Linked DNA regions of Rattus norvegicus: region 2 is linked to region 1. A link is a contact called in public Hi-C data. All regions are on one chromosome and are shown on one strand. Each heading gives the region's core, a stretch centred on a gene start, on an enhancer-like site or on the middle of the called end of the contact. The rest is flanking DNA. Distances are from core to core; before and after follow the strand shown. Region 1 overlaps Cabin1 (calcineurin binding protein 1). Region 2 has its middle 16 kb from the start of Susd2.

Region 1 (4,191 bases), core at 853-3,352:
ACTTCTGACCAGAAAGCATGTACGCATGTACCAGATAATATCTTTGTGTCAGGGCAGGGGGAAAAATCCAGACTTTTGAATCAGTAACGATAATTTCCTACAAGGTAGGAAGTAAACAAAGACCTTTCTGAGATACAGAGAATCCGAGTAAATTTATTATCAATATATGAGTCAGGAGATGTTAAAATAGAACAAATACGAACCCAGAGAGAAAGCTGGACCCGTATAATAGAAATGTCTCTAGAAATGTCGAACGTGATGATGAACAAACAAGGCCGTCTACAGGCGTGCTGTTGCTAGCACTCATGCTAGTGTAAGGCCAGCACCGATGACTTAGAGACTTGATGTCAAAAACCTGAAGGGACAGCAGAGCACGTAGCCTTGTAAAACACGCAAAGGTAAAATGAACAGACACCAAGGACACCGGGAGGCCCCCAGTGCCGTGAAGAAGTGCAGTGTCTTCATAAGGTTGGTGATGATTAATGATGTCATTGCTAGCCCGGACGCGATCAGTGAGCAAGTGAGAATGTAGTGTGGGCATCTGAGGGTGAAACAGGGATCTAGAGAGCCAAGTTCAAACTCTCCCTGCGTCACTGACCAGGGCAGACACAGCCTACTGTGGCCCTCCCAGTCTTCCTTCAGAACCTTAGGAATCAAACACTGGTGACCAGATCAGCAGGTAATCAGGGGCTTGTATGAGCTGCTTAGTGGGCAAATGAAAAACAAGGTGGAATTATTTCCACAAAGTGGAAAGCCCAGAGTCTGGCAGGCAGGCAGACCGTCAGTGCTGGAGTCCTGCTCCTCCGCTCCCAAGCCTGGAAAGTCTAAAGACTGCGCCACATTTATTTGCACTTTGGTTCCCCTGTGTGTAAAACTAAGGAACAGTGTTTCCTTCCCCAAACTGTCATTATGACTGCATAGGCCATTAAACACACGGTGTCGGTGCAGTACCTGGTGCACATAAAAATGTCAACCCAATTATCCATACAGAACCCATACAGAAGACTAGGTGTGATTTACCAATCATGCCTCACATTAGCCATCAGAAATTTGATTCTGAATGGAGTTTGCTGAGTTACACCGCAGTGGGTACAGATGTCCATTCTTAACCAGTGCACGAACACCCACCCCGAGCCGAGAGGCATGCATAGGACATTGAGAATCAGCTCTGACTTCCAGCAGCTGTTCTGCTGCTCTGACGAGACAGAGGTGTCAACATGCAGCACAGGGCAGACGGCTGTCAAGCCCACAGCCCAGTAAGTCCTAAGCGTGGCTAGCCAGATGTAATAAGATCAGAGGATTTGGGTCACAGATCAGATCCAAGCTGGAACTGTCTTACTTGACAAAGGGCTCTTCCCTTACTCTCAGGGTCAGGCTGTAAGACTTCCCAAGTCCTGAATGAGGGGTGAAGGCCAGGCCTATACTCAGAAGAAACTCCAAACCTGAGTCTCCACCATAACGGAATCACTGCTCCCTCTGCAAGCCCATTGCTGTCTCTGTAGAAAGAGAATACTGACAGATGGTGACCACGGCACTTCTAGTAATTATAAAGAAAGGAGTTCCACGCATATACAGGAAGCCAGAGGACAGCTCTGTGCTCGGCTATCTCTTTCCGTCTTGACAGGGCTCCAGACGGCACTCCGGTAAAGGGCTTTATCCTGTTAGCCCTTGTTGAAGAACTTTGAACTTACAGGTCTCAGGCCCACATTCCAATCTCACGGCTGCCACTGCCATGCTAGACAAACATGGCTGATAGGTCTACTGCTTTAGGCTCCCATTTCACGTTTTTAACACGTTTTAGTGTCCTTATTCCTGAGCCTGGGATCTCCACAGGCTCTATCACATATCACAAGCTAATGACTGCACATAGCTAATGGCCTATCCCATCCTACAGCATTCACTCCGGCCCAGACAGGAACGTGATTAGCTTGGGCAACACCAGGGAGGCCTGAAAGCCCCTAGAAGATGCAGGCCATGCCCTTGCTGTTACCATCCCCACGAGATCCAGGCCAGGGCCAGCTCATCTCAGGCAACAGGAAACATGCTGAGGTGACTGCAACCCGGGGAGCATTTCCAACACTGAGCTTCAGGAAGCCAGCCTTACCAGGATGACCTCACCCACTGGCAGGCTGCCCCACTCGCTCACTGGCTCTCAAGCTGCTAGGCTCTGGGCCTAAAAGAATTACCAGTTTGGTGGAATCCCAGCTGTGATCATTATAAAAACAGAGGATTGACTTGAACAAATGGGTATTTACTCCTAATGAGTTAATACCCTCGCAATGCTTCAACATGAGGGGACCTTGGTTCCACCAGCAACACAGGGAAGATAGCCAGACTATAACGGGAATGCTGTGGGCAAGAAGAGATGATAGAATGGAGGGTTGTGCTCCACTGAAAAGCAACACCCAGCAGAGAGAACATTCTCTTCAGCCTCTTACAATAACAAGACAGCCAACAGCAGCCATAGGGGAGGGACCGAGGCTGGACAGGCCTGTGGATGCACTCGAGGGCTCCTCCCCAACCTCTCACTTGCATGAGAAGCTCTATGAAGCTGGCAGAGCAGAGGCTGCCACTGGTCCTGAGGATGCTGTGGTAGCTCCAGTTCTCTCCTCAGGGAGGACCACAGTCCTGTGGCGACACCTAAAGGTCACAGTGCTAGGAGGAGGTTAGAGGTTGTACACAACAAAGACTGGGAGGCTGGGGCAGCTGGGGGCAGCAGGGCGCTCTGGCAAGGCTGCTGCCTACTCTGTGATTGGAGGGTCTCACAGGCATTAGAAACAGAAGACGACAAGGGCCGGGTTGTAGGTCAGTCAGCAGGACTTTGCTGGCATGCATAAAGCCCTAGGCTCAATTCTCAGCAGCACATAAGCCAGGTGTACACCTCTAACTCCCACACCCACTAGGAGAGGCAGGAGGATCATGAGCTTGAGTCGTGCTTGGCTAGAGAGAGGGTAAGCATCTTCTCCCGTCCTGCTTCTTTCAAGACTAACAGAATGGAAGAGTGTTGCTGTTTTTAATTATGTGTAGCTGTGCCTGTGCACCTGGGTATAGGTGCCCTCAGAGGCCAGAGGGGTTGAATCCTGAGGCTGGAGTTACAGGAGCTTGTGAGTCACGGGACATGGGTGCTGAGCACTGAACTAAGTCCTCTGGAAGAAAGGCATCTTCTCCAGCCCAAGACTAGACACTTTAAGCTACATGTCTTTCTTTTCTTTTTTTTTTTTTTTTTTTTTTTTTTTTTTCGGAGCTGGGGACCGAACCCAGGGCCTTGCGCTTCCTAGGTAAGCGCTCTACCACTGAGCTAAATCCCCAGCCCCCATGTCTTTCTTTTCATTGTGTATATATGAACTCATGCATGCATGCATGCACACACACACACACACACACACACACACACACACACACACACACCACAGTGTGTACATGGAAGTCCGAGAGATAACTAGTTCTGTCACGAAGGTCCCTCGGGTGTGGTGTATGTGTCTTTTCCTGATGAGCCATCCGTCTTGCTGCCCCTCCCTCCTCTCTTTCTCTTCCTTGAGGAAAGAGAACGTTACTTCACAGCCCTGAAACTTGGGGTCTTCCTACTTCAGGCTCTTGATTTCTGGGACCACACCTAGCAGAGGTGAATTTCTTCAAATAAGATATGTTAATAGGATGCAGCAAAGTTCAGGATTCCATTTTTCTCTGTCCCTTCAGGTCTGGTGAGTATGAAACAATGGTGAGTGATTTAAGATAACCCTGATTATAAACTTCGAGAAGACACATATGGTTCCAAATCAAGAACCCAACTGGTGGTTGGGGATTTGGCTCAGTGGTAGAGCGCTTGCATAGCAACCGCAAGGCCCTGGGTTCGGTCCCCAGCTCCGAAAAAAAAGAAAAAAAAAAAAAAAGAAAAAGAAAGAACCCAACTGGTCAGAAGGAAGCCAAGTTTCACTTCTTTCTCAGTAAAGGGGTAAAGATGAATGAAAAGCTCTTAGTAGGTGTCTGGAAGCCTAGCACAGTGGTACACACCCATAACCCCAGCCAGCACTCAGGAGGCTGAGGCAGGGGCCAGCCTAAACCACCTGTCAGGATCGGATTTTAACATAAAAAAGTAGGCTGCTGTAGCGTGCACACACGCAGAGCCCTCCCATCTCCTCTCCCAGGGAGCCACATCTGCCAGGTACAGCTGGCTGAGGACCTTGGGGAGGC
Region 2 (4,191 bases), core at 706-3,205, 76 kb before region 1:
ACAACAGCCTACACAACCAGTACCAGGTTAGCTAGGCTTTAGAGTAAGACCTTTCTCAAAAAGCCAAGAAATAAAAAAGAAATAAAATACGAAGGCCAGGGGTGCAGTTCTTGCCCAGTGCAGTAAGACTTGGGTTCTATTTCCAGTACAGAGACAAAAATAAATTTAAATTATTTGTAATTATTATCTATTATCAATAATTTATTATTAGAAACAATTACATTACTAATATTTTTATTATTTTACTGTCTTATTATTTAATTGTGTATTGTCAATAATTTGCTAATTTTTATAAACAACTACCTTATTAATATTTATATTTTTTAATTATTTGATTATTTTGTTATTATTTAATTATTATTTTAGAATTAGGACCAGTGAGACAGCTCAGACAGCAACCAAGCCTGACAAACCAATTTCAGTCCCCAGGATTCATAGGACAGAAGGAGAGAGCTGGTTCCCACAAGTTGTCCTCTGACCACCCCCACCCCTCCATCTACACATCATTCCACACAAGTGCCTCCATCCCGGAATAAGTAAATGTAACAAAAAAAAATTTTCAAAAACTAAACATCCCAACTAAACCCTTTATTTTATATAATTGATATATGCTACCACAAAGGATGCCCTAGTTTAAGAAGTAAACACACACACACACACAAAGAATAAAATAAATGGAAAAATGAAATTATTGCCAACCATCGTTACACACCTCTAATCCCAGCACTCAGCCCTGGGGCAGGCAGAGAGCTCTCTGTGTTGGAGGCCAGTCAGTGCTACATAGTAGGATCTTGTCTCAAAAAAACAACTAACATTTTTTAAAACTTCTTTTTTTTTTTTTTTTGGCTCTTTTTTTCGGAGCTGGGGACCAAACCCAGGGCCTTGCGCTTCCTAGGTAAGCGCTCTACCACTGAGCTAAATCCCCAGCCCCTTAAAACTTCTTTATATATGCGATTACATTGTTGCTATCTTCATGCACACCAGAAGAGGGCATCAGATCCCATTACAGATGGTTGTGAGCCACCATGTGGTTGCTGGGATTTGAACTCAGGACCTCTGAAGAGCAGTCAGTGCTCTTAACCGCTGAGCCATCCTTCCAGCCTTGTAAACTTTAAAAAAAAAATCTTAAGTATAACTGTGCATTTAGTAAGAAAACTGATAAACTCAAAGTTAAAATTTTTAATGTAGGTGGCACACACCTTTGATCCCTTTAAGCACTCATGAGGAAGAGGCAGGGGGATGTCTTTGAGTTCAAAGCCAGTCTGGTTTATGGAGGGAGTTCCAGAGCATCCAGGGCTACACCCAGAGACTGTGTCTGAAAAAAATAAAAGTTAAAAAAAATTGTTTAATTTTAAAAGATACTATGGGAAAAAAATCTTACATGACCAGTGGAAAACTAAAAAAAAAAAAAAAAATTCAATACATAACATGATGTGGGAGCGATTTCTTTAATATTTAAATATTTATAACTAAAGGGTAAGGTCCACTAGAAATCCTCACAGGGACTTAACTCGCTAGCGTGTTAAAAATATTCCCAGGGATGTGACTCACTTGTCCACAGTAAGAGTCCTTCAAATGGCCTGTTGAAAAAACTCTCAAAGTTACTCAACCGAACCCATTAATAACACCACCCACCAAACCGATGCTGAGATCCGGGAAGGATAAAGTAAACAATTCAGGGGGAAAAGGCTTCCTAGGTGACCTCTTGTAAACAAAGAGTGGGGATTCTGCAGCAGCCGCCTCTCACAGGCTCTTGTGGAAACTAGAGGAAACGTTTCCTCCACCCCTATGGTCAGGCTAGCACAAACTTTGAGAAGAAAACCTGACAAAACTCTTAGAAGGCAGCTGAGGAGTGGGTCTAAGGCAGCTGAGGAGCGGGTCTAAGGCAGCCGAGGAGTGGGTCTCAGCTAAACCCAAGGACTCAGAGCAGAGACACCCACAAGCCCCCATCGCCAAGAGCACAGAAAGTTTTTACAAGCAGTTGTGAGTCAGCACAAAAACAGACCCGCGGCCTCAGTGTGGAAAAGCTCTTGATAAAACTTGGCAGCATTCACTCACGATAAAAATCTGGAAAGAGGAAACTCCGTCAGTTTCATAGAATGTGGCTTTTAAAAAACCCGCAGTACAGAGAAGTTGACACATCAATGTCTAGTAAACATCTTGTAATAAAAGTTAATGCATCAGTGCTTGTAAAAAAAAAAAAAAAAAAGATCTGTAGTGGGGCTGGAAAGGTGGCTCAGTGAAGAGCACTGGCTGATCTTCCAGAGGTCCTGAGTTCGAATCCCATACGGGGGCTCACAGCCATCTGTAATTAGATCCCATTCCTCCTTCTGGTGTGCATGAAAACAGCATACTCATATACATTACATAAATAAATCTTTATAAAAAAATCTATAGTAGGCACCATACTTGGAGACAAGACCAAAAAAAGTTGTCCCTTTTGATATCAGGACAAAGATAAAAGTCATTTTTATCTCTTCCTTTCAGTAGTAGGGTAAGGGAAGCCCTGCTCTGTCTGTCTGTCTGTCTGCCTGCCTGCCTTGCGCGCGCGCGCGCACACACACACACACACACACACACACACACACACACACACACACACACGGAGGCCTATAGATCAAAAGGGAGAAATATGGAGCTGGGGTATGTTTAGTGGTAGAACGAGAGTTCCTGAATCCCATGTCCCAGTACTGGGAAAAAGCAAGGAAAACCAAAAGGGACGGGACAGTGTTATCTGAATACCATGCGTGAGGACTGCACATCCATCAAGCCAGTGTAGTGTTGGTACGAAAGAAACAGACTGACCAACAAAGCAAACAGGGATGGACGCCAGACCTCTGACAGAGGGGACCCACCGTGCAGGGGAGAAGGAGGTCCTTCAATAGTGCTATGGAGTCATTTGGAGTCATTTGGACAGGCACCGTTGCCGTTGGATCCCCCCCACCCCCACCTGAACAATCTATTCCAGATGGCTCGCAAATCTAATTACGAAATTTTAAGCCATCCCGTGACTTTCAAATAGTGAAATGTTTCAGAAAGGGGCTGCGGAAATGCCAAGTTTATGAGAAGAAAAATTTCGTAAATCAGACTGCCTTAACGGCATGAGCTGGGAGAAAAGTCAGGAATTAAATGCCAGCCTGGGATTCAGAGCAAAGTCCCTGGAAGAGGAAACAGAAAGAGGAAGGGAGGAGGGGGGGGGGAAGAAGGGAGGAGAGAGGGAGGGAGGGAAGGAGGGAGGGAGGGAGGGAGGGAGGGAGGGAGGGAGGAAGCGGTGTGCAAGCCTGTTTCCCCAGCCTTGGGAGTAGCACCAACTGGCTCATTTCAAGGTCATCTTCAGCTACATAGTTGAGGGCCAGCAGTAGCTACATGGGAGCCCTTCTAAAAGATGTACTTGGAAGGTTTCAGGTCGTGATGCTTTGGGCTGTAGTGGCGAGCATAGTTAAAATGCTAGGGGAAGCCCGTGCTTTCTCAAGGCCGGGTGCAGAAGCAAACAAACAAACAAACAAAAAAACAGCACAAAGGATTAGATGGAATCTAATTAACTAATTATATAATTGCAATCTTTGATTCTTCAAATCTTACTTTTTTTTTTTTTTTTTTTTTTTTGGTTCTTCTTTTCGGAGCTGGGGACCGAACCCAGGGCCTTGCGCTTCCTAGGCAAGCGCTCTACCACTGAGCTAAATCCCCAACCCCCAAATCTTAATTTTAATAAGGGTTCTTAAGGGCTGGAGAGATAGCTCAGCGGTTGAGAGCACTGACTGCTCTTCCAGAGGTCCTGAGTTCAATTCCCAGCAACCACATGGTGGCTCACAACCATCTGTAATGGGATCCGATGCCCTCTTCTGGTGTGCCTGAAAACAGCTACAGTGTACTCTAAATATAATAATAATAATAATAATAATAATAATAATAATAATAATAATAATAGTTCTTAAGTGCTTTAACCTCCCTTTTAGCCCACTATCCAGAAGTAGTGGAAAAGAAAGGTTATTAAGGGGCTGGGGATTTAGCTCAGTGGTAGAGCGCTTGCCTAGCAAGCGCAAGGCCCTGGGTTCGGTCCCCAGCTCCGAAAAAAAAGAAAAAAAAAAAAAAAAAAGAAAGGTTATTAAGCTATGGAGAGTGAACTTGTTTAAAAACAGTTTTTTGGAGCAAATCCAATCTGTGTTGTCAGACTGTGTACCAGCAGTCCGG

What was found. Hi-C and Micro-C count contacts between places; a contact is called where the count stands out from the background.
Region 2: a contact with region 1 is called in a Hi-C map of the A7r5 cell line, with 3 times the contacts expected there. The contact joins two enhancer-like sites. A contact is called at or near these places in 6 of 12 Hi-C or Micro-C datasets (the A7r5 cell line, the Rat2 cell line, Schwann cells and 3 more).

The regions. Positions count from the first base shown.
Region 1 is chr20:12,954,977-12,959,167 of GRCr8, reverse strand. The region is part of intron 26 of Cabin1 (calcineurin binding protein 1); the gene reads right to left. Among named protein-coding and RNA genes, the nearest start is that of Susd2, 60 kb to the left of the region's middle. Within about 2 kb of position 2,102, at least 60 of the 93 cell types and tissues checked have an H3K27ac peak or open chromatin away from gene starts, as enhancers often do. A contact at or near this core is called in the A7r5 cell line and Schwann cells, where this site is marked.
Region 2 is chr20:13,030,580-13,034,770 of GRCr8, reverse strand. No RefSeq gene overlaps it. Among named protein-coding and RNA genes, the nearest start is that of Susd2, 16 kb to the right of the region's middle. Within about 2 kb of position 1,955, at least 30 of the 93 cell types and tissues checked have an H3K27ac peak or open chromatin away from gene starts, as enhancers often do. A contact at or near this core is called in the A7r5 cell line and Schwann cells, where this site is marked.